2 separate regions of the Mus musculus genome follow, and region 1 is linked to region 2. Evidence: chromatin contacts called from public promoter capture Hi-C data. All regions are on one chromosome and are shown on one strand. The core of a region is the stretch at or near the end of the contact, and the rest is flanking DNA. Distances in the headings are between cores, read along the strand shown. Region 1 holds the start of Cdhr3 (cadherin-related family member 3). Region 2 holds the start of Atxn7l1os2 (ataxin 7-like 1, opposite strand 2).

Region 1 (6,130 bases), core at 3,046-5,545, 300 kb before region 2:
GAAAAAGAAAAAGCACTTGAAAATGGACTAGCAGTCATAGAGCTGGCTGTAACATCTTGATGCATGGAGCACTTGTTTCTCCTGAATCACAGCCTTTCTAGGAATGAGCCTCTGGGGCCTCCTCCTGAGAGCCAGTTTTGAGACACTTGAGGTCTCCCCAGCTTCAGTTACTGGCCGAAAGCTGACTGTTTCAAGCCCCCAACACTAAGTGGTAACGCACAACCTTCTTCTCCAAATTACAGCCCTGCTTTTGAGACACAAAACAACCCTCACCTGAGAGGTGACTGCTAATCTATCTTTATGTGCCTTTTCTTTTTCCAGAGGTCAGAGGACATCTTTGTGGAGTTAGTTTCTAGTGTCTGTGTGTATGCTGTGGCATGCCCCCTATCATGTACACACTAATAATAAAGAGAGAACCAAGTAGTCCTTCATATTCTCTCTTAATCAAAGAGTGTGGGGGAAGCCAGGGTTTTGAAGCAGAGATTTGACATGGGATCCCTTCTGCTTCATTGCTGTTTAAACATGTGACTGTGCTGAACTTCTGTGGGACTCCAGTGTCACCGCTCTTGCGGCACCAGAAGCACCCGAATGGCTGTTAATCGAGGTTCTGTTGCTAAGGAATACCCATAGGAGCCCAATAACAGAATCTGCAAATCTATAGTATGTTTCAGGGGAAAAAATACTATAGAGCAAAAACATTTAAGGAGACTCATCACAGCTGAAGGCTACCTCCTAACAGAGAGACACAGAGGGCCAGGGCCAGGCAGGATCTGTTGTCACTTTTTCCCTAAGGGTTTTGGCATAACGGACTTTCTTGAATTACGAACCACTGATGTGTGCACAAATACTGTCTTGAACTATTTTGTGGTGCAGTAACAGAATACCACCAAGTGGGCAATTTATAGACAGTATGAACGTCTTTGGCTTATACGTATACATGTTGGAGTTCCTACCTGAGGGTTGGTATGTGGTCAGGGCCCTCTGGCTGCTCCATAATACACCCTCTTCAAATGAGAAAAAGGCCCAACTTGCTGTTTGTTTGAGATAGGATCTCATTTTGCAGTTCAAACTGTCCTGGAACTCACTATGTAGCTCAGGCTGATCTCAGATTAATGGCAATTCTCCAATAGGACAAAGGAGAAAAGAAGTGGACCTCAATATTGATTCTGACCATCACATTAGCTTGCAGTTAGCAAGAAAAGAGTGTGCTGGTCTGAGAGCCTCACCCTGCTGCTGCCCTGAGAAGAGCTGGTTTCTTTTAGACTTTTCCTAATTCCACAGAGGTGGGCAATGGGGGAAGAGAGCTGGGAGGAAAGCTCTTTTGAGGCCAGCTCTAAAAAGGTAAGAGAAACCTTTCGCCATCTCTTTGGGCATCATATATACCACAGAAAGACTTTCTGGAAATTGCCTCTCTTCCTGACTTTTCAAACCATGAGGATGAGAGTGTCAAGATGAAGCCACACAGGCTGGAGAGATGCCCAGCAGGTAAAGTATTTGCTGCACAAACCTGATGACCCATGGGAAGGAAGAAGGAGGGAACTGACTCCACGAAGTGATCCAATGTGTGTTATGACAAAGTCTCATTTCCATGGGGTGGCGCAAAATCCCTGGAGGCTTTCTAAAAATATAGATACCATCCATACACCTAGAGTTAAAATACACTGGGGTCCTCTGAGAGGGTCCTTCATTTTCTGACTGGCAAAAGACATGTGGCTCTTTGGTGTTTATGGAATGGAAAGACTTTGGTCTCAACCCTTTCCCATAGACACAGTCAAGAGTTTGTCACGTGCCTGTTCTCTGGGAATTTCCTTGTAAGTCATTGTCAGAATGTCACATGATCCCCTCTCAAACAGAAAGTTTTTTCTTTTTCCTCATCTTGGTAGGAGACAGGGAGGACAGAAGCCGAGTCAAGCACAGACGTGAAGTGGGCAGAAGATTTGAGGGTCTACATTTGGTGAATGTTCTCCAGTAAATGTGAAAGCCACACATGCATCAGACTCTAAAAAGGTGATGTTCAACCCAACCAAATACACACTGGATGCCATCTTGATAGCAAGGGCCCTTGGAGCACTAGAGATGTGAAAATCTGACATTGTTGGGCTGGCATTGTAGTTGAAGCGACAGGTCATTAGAGATGACTTACAGAGCTCATGACAGCCATTTGGGTATTGAACTGAGCTGTTTGAATAGAGGCAAGGGCCATTCCATGGTGCAGTGGGAAGAGGGTTTATGATGAACAAGAAAAAGTGGGAAGGATGTAGGGAGTGGTGCACCTGGCATGGGCCTTTCAGAAACTTTGGACCTAAGGAAAGAAAAGAGGAGGCTGCTTTGCTTTTGTTGAGGTTGTTGTCATGCATTCTGAAGGCAGGTGCACATTGTCTTTCATCACACGAAGACCCTCCCACAACTCTACAGTTCTAGAGCAATCATTACAATCAGGTTCTCAGACTCACAAAAGATGAGAGGAAAAAATGGACTATATCACAGAAGTCCTTCAAAAATCTTGACTGCGGTGGGCAATGTGTAAGTGTGTAGTCTGTTAGGCCAGACAAGTGGGATGCACTTGTCTATAGGAAATCCCAAGTACACAGGTGCTTGTAAGTCTGTGCCATTTGTTTCTTCTACACATTTGACAGTGTTCAAGTGAGAGTCACTGACAGCGTGTGTCTCACCTCACTCTTCCCCTGGTGACAATAACTGTCACCTCTTAACTCAATCATAGCTCAAAGGCTCATATTTCTGGGGAACTTTCAAATGTTTCAAGAGCCTGGACCGTTCATGGCCTGCTTTTACTCTGTGGACTTTCTGCCCTCCACAACTAAAGCCTCAGGTTAAGGAGGGCAAACATTTGGAAGCCCAATTTTTATTTTTATTTTATTAGCAGATCAAAGCAGAAAATCAAACATTTTTATGGGTCTTGAAAAAAGCATTTTGATTTAAAAATCCATTTTGATTTAGAACCAATCATCTAGATAAAGCCATCTCCTAAATGTAGAAGACATTTCTACCTTAGGCCAAAAACTAGCATTGTGCCTTGGGGTGCAGGCATCAGGGCTGTTCACTTTCCTTATTAGTTAAAAGTGGTCAGGAAGGCCAGGACGGGCCTGGCATTGGATGAGAGAAAGAAACAGTGCATATAGCATCGGCACAGAGGACTATCAATGTTCATTCTCTTCGATCCTGGGAAGTACATGTGAATTAAAGGAGACACTGTTAGAAATGGTGAGATAACTCCTTAACAGCTGTCCATACATTGCATGAAAATAAGCAAAAGGAGGAAAGAGAAAGAAAAGACTTTATTTATAAAAGTAAAGAAAGAAAAATACACCCAAATAACGAGCTCTGAATGCAAACATCCACATAAAGGAACCTAACTTACCTTTGAGGGGAAGAGAGGAATATTTGAGCAAATACCTAGAACTACGATTGGGGAATGAGCGGCATAAAACATCAGTGCAATCTTTACTGTGTTCCTCGGCCCTTCTAAGTATCTTACTATCTAACTCATCTCGGAGGTAAGTTACTCCCATATCAACCTGCAAATTAACATGAGTGAATATATTATGCATACATTACCTATTCAAAATATAACACTCCATTTAAAAAGCTTAGTTTCAACAATCCAAAGGTATTCTTAAAAATCATGGAACATTTGTGAAGCTCTTGAATGGAGAAAGAACATAGAGGAAGTGTCGGGTGGAATCTTGGGTCTCTTATCAGAAGGACTGGCCTTTGCTCCTTAGGGAGACAATTGCCCCTCCATATCTGTTTCCCAAGTTCAATGCCTCCAAGAAGGACTTTGTCACAAAGGTTGACTAGGCATCTGTATACAGCTAGGCTCTAAGAAGCACTTTCCCAGCATTAGTTCTCAGAGAGACTCCTCACACAGGCCAGTCACAGCACAGTGTGCTCTGTATAAGCCCAGGCTCTGCTGTGGTCCTTTAAGTCATGTCTGCTCCAGGACCTCTGACCTGAGGGTGCAGCCTCCCCAGAGTTGCTGCGTCTCTCACATCATTGCAGAGAAGCCCCCACAGTAGAGAGCCTCACAGTGACCATGTCTTCTCTGGGGAAATTCTCAAGGATTGGTGTTCTGCAGAGCAAGCAGGCCAAGCAAGGCTTTGCAGAGCACGGGGCTCACAGGGCTCTTACCTGAGGTGATCCCAAAGAGAACAAGGACAATGACTGCCCCCTGCATGCTGGATGGCTCCCTGTGTGTACGGCCACAGAGGATTTTTATCCAGTGTTCTAGCCCTCATTTATTCTAGACACCACCATTCTCCTTTCCCTCCTGACTTTGTTGCCAGGCAGGAAACCAAACAGAGGCTTTGGTGGTAACTAAGGGAGACTCTAAACACTGTTGTCTGCTTGTTCCTTGATGACCAACACGTGTGATAACCTGCTACCCAATAGGCTAGCTTGTCCATCCTAGTTAGCCCCAGGTCTCTCCCCAAAGTCCTTATCTGTAAGTCTCTACAGAGAGCTCACAGCAAGAGAAGAGGGCAAAAACGTGCCACATTAAAAAGTACTCAAAGCTGTGCATCCTTGTCATGAACACGGTGGTCGTCATCGTCCTGTAACCAAGCCTGTTGTAGTTTGCCCAGGCAAGGGCTGCAAATGAGGGGGTCTCTAATGACTTGGAGAGAAGGTTCAGACTTGGAACGCTCTGGAACTTGTTCTCAAGACGACAGTTAAGAGCTGGGACCAAATGGCTTCGTAAAGCAGACACCTGGTTGATGTTGCCCTTTGACACTGTAAATGAGTTCGTTACTTTGTTTGTTGATGTAATAAAGCACCTGACAAAAGCAAAGGGAGGGATGGAAAGCCTATTTTATGTCACAGTCATCAGGGGGCAGGAGTGATGGTGCAGGGAGTCATCATGGCAGGCAGAGCAGGCAGCTGTCATGCTGGCTGCATCTGCAGTCAGGCAGCAGGGGATGAGTGCTGGTTCAAGCTGGCTTGCTCCCATTTATTTAATCTGCCACCCCAGCCTGTGTGATGGTGTCACCCAGATTTAAGGTAGATTGTCCCACCTCAATCAACCAGTTTAGAAACTACCTCACAAGCCTGCCTGGAGGTGAGAGCTGTAGATGATTCTCTATACTGTCAGCGATATTAACCATGTCAGATGCCATCCACCACCATGGTCCCTCCAGAGCCCAGAGGTTGGTTGAAGAATATTGGAGTCAGGCTTCTGCCCAGTAGGGAGTGGTGTGGACCTTTACATTTCAGTGGCCATGGCAGCACTGTGCTGGGGTACACAGAGGGGTGAGTGAATTATCACAGCTTGGCTCCAGCTTCATTCAGAAAAATGGGTAATGGCGGGCTGAGGGAAGACGGCTGAGGAGTGGTGAGAAGAGTAATTGGGTTAGTGGAACACCATCTTCTCCACCCGCTCCCCTGCAATGGGTACCAGCCTGCTGTAGGGGAGGGATAGCCCAACAGCCCCAGATGTGGAGCGGTTGGGCCAAACCCTGAGTCAGGATGGAAATGGTTGGGGGAATCCCAGGTGCTTTCAAGAACTGTAACTGCACCCTGCATGCACACTGGGTCAGCCAGGAGATGAGACTCGAATTCCTATTTGTAGGAGTTTGAATGGTACACGTTATGGATAACTGAAGGCTCTGGCCCTCTCTTCTCTGCCATACAGGTTCTGGGAAAGTTTGAGCAGAGAGATCAGAGAGATGGCCTGGCCCTGTGTCCTCTCTCTCTCTGCCTAACCTTTCCTCAAAGCCTGTATGGCAGAGAGGATGTGGTCGGAGCCACGTGGAGTGCTCAGAGTCCCAATGCCAACTATCCCAGTCTGGAAGTGGAAGAGAGGAAGGACATGAGACACAGATTCCTATTTGTAGGACCCTGAGTGGTGCCGACTTTGAATAACTGACTACAGGTGACCAGAAAGCAAGGTGCTTTAAGAAACAACATGGGGAGATTCAAGCCTCAGGTTTGTAATCCTCACACTCAGGAGGCTAAGGCAGGAAGATGGCCAGCCAGAGCTACATAGTGAGTTTGGGCCTAGCATGAGTGACAGAGGAAGAGACAGGTGACATTGACAGTCGGTGCTCTCTTCAGAAACCCAGGACAGCAAGGCTGGCTCCTCTCACCAGTCTCCTCCAAGACATTTGCATTTCCA
Region 2 (5,631 bases), core at 2,140-4,639:
CTGTGGTCGCCTTTAATCAAGTGGGAGTGAGGTCACCTGGCAAAGTCCTTGCTTTCCAACTCTAGCAAAGATGGCTGTTGGCCACATGGTAGCCTCCATCCAGATGGGGATACAGCAGCTCAGATGGCAGCCAGCCTTGTGTTTCCTTAAAGGTATCCTATATATACAATTTAAACTATCAACCCTGGTGTTATGTGTTTTAAGTTAACAGATATACTAGGTTTAAATCATACCCAATGTGTTTGCGAATCTTGAGGCACAGAAAGTTCACACAACAGACCCACAAATCTTGAGCAAGAGTTTTAGAGACTTAAATCAAAACGAAAAGAGTATGAGATGAGTCACAATAGTCTCCATTAGGAAGAGTCTGTCCTTTTTTTTTTTTTGCTCTCCTTTCTCTGTCACACAGTCAGGTGGCTTGCCTGATATGGGGCAAGCCATATCGTATTTTGAAGGAAACCTTTAAGCAAACATGCATGGGTCTAGAGAAGGGAGAGCCATCTCCCAACTCCAGAGCCAGCTTTTAATTATAAGTGGGACACCACAAGACAGCAGTCTAATGCCACTCATAGTTAAAAGAAGCCTGAGTCCCCACAAAACTGAATCCAATAAACTAAGAACAAAGAAGGCGTAGAAATAGGAAAATTTTAAGGTGGGGATATGGACAGAGGATGCTGCAGGAGGGGGCTGAGACACACGTCAGCCATGTGGGTGTGTGTACCAACTGCGTCTGGGCCTACTCCTTTGCTTCTTCCTTCTCCTGCTATGTCAGGCCTCGCTCTCACTTTACAACAAACTTATAGATCCATCAACTTTAACTTAAAAGATGGGATATTTACAACATGTGGGAGCAAGGTGGGGGTGGGGCAGGGAGACCAGGGCCCTACCACCTACCCCCTCCCCCCCCAAAAAAAAACCCAAACAGGGCTTGGAGTGGAGAAAAGAGAAATGGGGAACCAGAAATCTCTTTCTACTTCCAGATCAGTGGCAGTATTGTAAAATTCCCAAATAATATGGGGATCCAGGGTGCCACTAGGCAGCCTTTTGGTTTGATAATCTAAGGGGTAGTGAGGCCAAATTCTATTGCAAAAGTGAATAAAGTTATGGCCCTTCTGATCAGATGCCAGGTGAAGAGGCTGGGCATCTCCGAAGAGGCATCCCAAAGGGAACAAGGATATGAAAATATGGTTTTTATGGATGGGAGAAGGGAAGGAAAATGTCACCTACAGCCTTGGGGGAAAACTGCTAATTAGGTAGAAATCTACCGTTGACTAGATAACCTTTTGGGGCCTGGCATGTAGTGGAGGACTACCCATGTTAACAGGGTTCCTCCTTCTCTTGCCTTGTCCCGGGAATTCTAAGCCCCCAAAATCATCTCTACTTGAGGACTGTCACACAGTCTCTATTTGTTCCTAGTTTATCAATTTCCTTTCTCTGAACAAAACCTGTTCAGTTAGCCCCTGAGATTCTTGAAATGCTTCCCCATGCTAATGAGGTATGCCAGGTACCCTAAGTCCCCAGCCCGTGACCTTTGCCCATCCTGGATGCCCTTACCCTCAGTCCCCAAAAACCTTATAAGCCTTCATTCACCATAAGCAAAGTTGATCTGTCTACTGACCAGCAGTCCCTGTGTGGGCATTCACTGTCGTGCTCACAGGGCTTCTCAACCCCCTGCTCAGTGTTTCTGCTCCTATTGACCTTGAGCATTGAGTCAGCTGATGATCCATGAGAATGAGGAGACCCACATGGCTTGTAGTCCCCTGCGTTCCCAGGACTCAGGGAGGACTAGAAGAGGACCAAGCCATTCAGTGGGTTAGCACCGCACTCTACAGGGCTCTGGGGCTCAGCCTGGCTAAGCTGGAGGAGAGACTGATACCAGGACTTTTGTAGATACCAGAAGGTAAAGATAAAAACTGAGTTCTCTCTCTCTCTCTCTCTCTCTCTCTCTCTCTCTCTCTCTCCCTCCTCCTCCTCCCCCTCCCTCTCCCCCTCTCCCCCTTCCCCTCCCCACCCCAACCTCATGTGTGTGTGTTCCAGAGGAAAGGGGTGGGGAATGGGGTTGCCAAAGCCAAGAGGGTCTAGAGGAGCTGTGCGATTACAGGTAGTTCTAAGGAAAGACAGGAAAGGAGGGCAGGAAGGGGCGCAATAGCCTGGTTGGGCCTAAGGAAATGTCAGGTGAAGAGGGCCACCAGGTAGTCTTAAAGACACTTACTGTCTAAGCCCAGCCTTGAGCCTATTGCATGTAACGAACTGCACTGTTTTTGCTGTATATGCAAATTTTTCTTGTATAGACATATAATGGCTTAATTACAGAAAACAAATACTTTTAATATTTTCCCACTGTCATTCATCAGCATGCATGAAATCTGTGTATTAGACTGTATTCAAAGGATTAATTTGTTCATTAATTTATTTTACTGAACTGCCTCTGCCCTCCCTCCTCATCCTGGGATTACAGGTGTTCATATTTATATCCTGCTATAATTTATGAGTTAATGTTTTGTTTGAGGTTGCCGGGATTAAATCTAGAGCCTCCCTCACACTGAACTCATCTATGCCCCTCTGGCCATTTTAAATAGGGTCTTTTTTTTCTTGTTCATTTAGATTTTGGGAGTATTGTTATGGCAAAGCGGGAGATCTAACCTCCAGTCTGGATATTCTAGTCAAGTGCTATACCATTGAGCTATGACCTAGTCGCAGATGTTTGGTTTGTTGCCGTGAATGGCATAAGAAGAATAAAATAAAATCATTAAAGTATGTTTTTGACTTGGGGAAAAGATAATTTCCAAGAATTACTGGCCTGTCCCTAAATATACATCAGCCAATTTGTATTATGTATTTCTGTTATGTAGCGTTTTTGGCCTTGACAATTATAAACTCAAAATACCAGCCAACTTTGAAAAAACGTTGAAGATGCTCTGTGCTTTGCAGTATCAAGTATTCAGCTGGCGTTTAATTCCTTAAAATAAGCAAGCACCTACGTGCACATTGGTACACAAATTTGCTTTTATTGTTAATGATGTTTACAAAGCAAAACGTTTTGCTTTGATTTAGTTTGTTTTGGTTTTCTGAGACAGGGCTATATATCCCAGGATGTTCTTCACTTCTGTTTGTAGCCAAGGATGCCATTGAACCCTTAATCTTCCACCCCCAAGTGCTGGTACTATAGACAGGCATGCATCATTGCACCTGACTTCAAAGAACTTTCTTTAAATTATATATCTATTTTATACAGGGTTGCACAGGAAATGTGTTAAAAGAGTTGAAAGTGGAGAATCATTACCGAGTGTAGTTCAGCAGAAAACACCCAAGCTCAATATCCATACCTGAGACCTCCTGCCAGGGCAACCCTGAGGGCTGCTCACCCAGAAAATGCTATTTAGGATTCTTAGAACTGCTAACGTTCTTTTCTCATTGATAAATCCTAGGTTCCCATCATTAAAACCTCATTCTGGAACAAACAAGTACAGGAAGCAGGAACCCGGACCAAACAAGCTCAGCCTCTGTGTTGGCAACTGCATCACAAGCTGGTGTCACAGACTGCCCGCCACACCCCTGCTTCTTCCTCAGGGGTGTGGAAGGGGGTTGTCCTGGTACCTGGGAGGGAAGAGGAGTGGGGCTGGGGAAGGTGAGGTGTTTCACGTGAATGAGCACGAAAGGGGCGGAGTTGGGCCCCCTGGAGGCTGCCTGGTCGCCTAGCAACGGCTCAGCTAGGAAACATGGAGCCTGTGGCTGACCGGGAGCTTCAGGCCAAGCTGTATTTAGAAAGACATCGGATCATGGAATTGCTGAATCAACTTACTAGCTTCCTCCTCTTTGCCCGACCAAGTAAGGGTCTTGTCTCCATTGGCTTTCTGACTCTCTCTCCCCCATCAAAGGGTCACCAGCACGCCGCTTCCCTCCCTATAGCCAGCCCTCTTCACTCGCTCCATTCCCTGCTTCCCCACGAGTGGAGGAGCCCTGCCGGAGTTCGAAGGCTCTATGAGCCCCTCACCCTCCACGCATATCCCCAGCTCTGAGTCAAACGTGATAAATGTCCTCTTGGTGCCGCAAGGAATGGTAGGGAGGCTGGCAGAGTCTGCGAGTGGCAGAGTCTGGGGACTGCCTAGCTCCAGGTCCACCCCTTATAGTTATGAGTGCTTGAAGCAAGGCTGAATGTCTGTCTCTTCCATGGGAAAATGGAGATAATAGTACAGATCTAATGGGGACAGAGCGAACACCGGGGACGGGGGGCGGGAGGGGGGTTCACATAAATTATAGCTATATCAGCCTTGGCCAGGCAAGCAATAGATCTTTTCAATTCAATTCTAAGGAGTCTCTGATTTATTAAGGGAGATAAACAATGGTTAGTGTGAGCTGCCAGGATCCTCCTGGGGAGCTAGGGTTTTTTCCTGGCATTTTTATAGATTAGACTCCTTCAAAGTTTGGGTTATTCCATAATTGTTATTGGTGCATGGTAAGACGTTACATTTGAGATGATGACAAGATTGCATCCTCCCAGGGTGAATTGAGCCTGCCGGCCTTCATGATAAGTCTCCAAAATTACAAAATGTTCATTTACTTCTCTGGAAAGGAAGCAGAAATACCATTCCAACGCAGAAAAACAAAACAAACAAAAAACCAAACCAAACAACAATAACAACAACAACAACAACAAAACCCGAAAAACAGTATAACCACTTAGGGGATGAGAAAAATATTTTGAAATATTTTATTGTATTTTTTAAAATGTATTCATTTAAACGTGTATAGGTGTTTTGCCTGCATATCTGGCTGTGTATCATGGGCGTGCCTGCATGCCTGTGTGCCTGGTCCCTGAAGCGGTTAGAAGATAAGTGTCACATCCCCTGAACTAGAGCTGCCCATGGTCTGAGGCACAATATGAGTGCTGGGACCTGAATCAGATCCTTGCTCTTAACTGCTAACCATTACATTTTTTTAAAAAGATGTATTTATTTATTTATTATATGTAAGTACACTGTAGCTGTCTTGAGACACTCCAGAAGAGGGAGTCAGATCTTGTTACAGATGGTTGTGAGCCACCATGTGGTTGCTGGGATTTGAACTCCGGACCTTCAGAAGAGCAGTCGGGTGCTCTTACCCACTAAGCCATCTCACCAGCCTACCATTAAATTTAAAACACAAATTTAGCACATCTAATGTTCAGAACAGCCAGTGTTTAATATACATATATATTTTGCTTAGATTATATTTCCTTTTTCTCTTTCTCTTTCTCTTCATTGTCAAAGTAATGAAGTCTAGACTCATCTGGGAGATGGGGCCCTGGCCACGTCTGTGGTTATGTCTGGACTGAGGGGGAAGCATTTCCATCAGGCTGCAGCATTCTCAGGATGAGGATCTTGGAGATATAAAAAGCAGAAAAGCAAGCTGAGCAGAAGCATCACCTCTCTGTGTTCTGCTCTGGGACTTTTACTGCCTTGATGGATTTTTAACTCCCATACTGTGATGCAAAATAAACCCTCCTCCCTTAAGTTACTTTTGCCAGAGTATTTTAACATAGCATCAGAAAAGTAACTAAGACAGAGACATACACTTCAAATAATGACCATTATGATTTCCTTAACATACACAGAGAAGCCGGGCAGTGGTGGCACAAACCTTTAATCCCAG

What was found. Capture Hi-C pulls out chosen DNA fragments and counts their contacts.
Region 1: a contact with region 2 is called in a promoter capture Hi-C map of pancreatic islet. The contact joins the promoter of Cdhr3 here to the promoter of Atxn7l1os2 in region 2. A contact is called at or near these places in 2 of 39 promoter capture datasets (the C10 cell line and liver) and 2 of 9 other capture datasets (liver and pancreatic islet).

Annotation. Positions count from the first base shown.
Region 1 is chr12:33,088,580-33,094,709 of GRCm38.p6, forward strand. It overlaps Cdhr3 (cadherin-related family member 3), which reads right to left and starts at 4,296. Exons shown (of 20, transcript NM_001024478.1): 1 at 4,150-4,296. The coding sequence starts at 4,195.
Region 2 is chr12:33,391,371-33,397,001 of GRCm38.p6, forward strand. It overlaps Atxn7l1os2 (ataxin 7-like 1, opposite strand 2), which reads right to left and starts at 3,390. Exons shown (of 4, transcript NR_131031.1): 1 at 3,327-3,390. Efcab10 (EF-hand calcium binding domain 10) reads left to right here and starts at 3,484. Exons shown (of 4, transcript NM_029152.1): 1 at 3,484-3,828. The coding sequence starts at 3,720.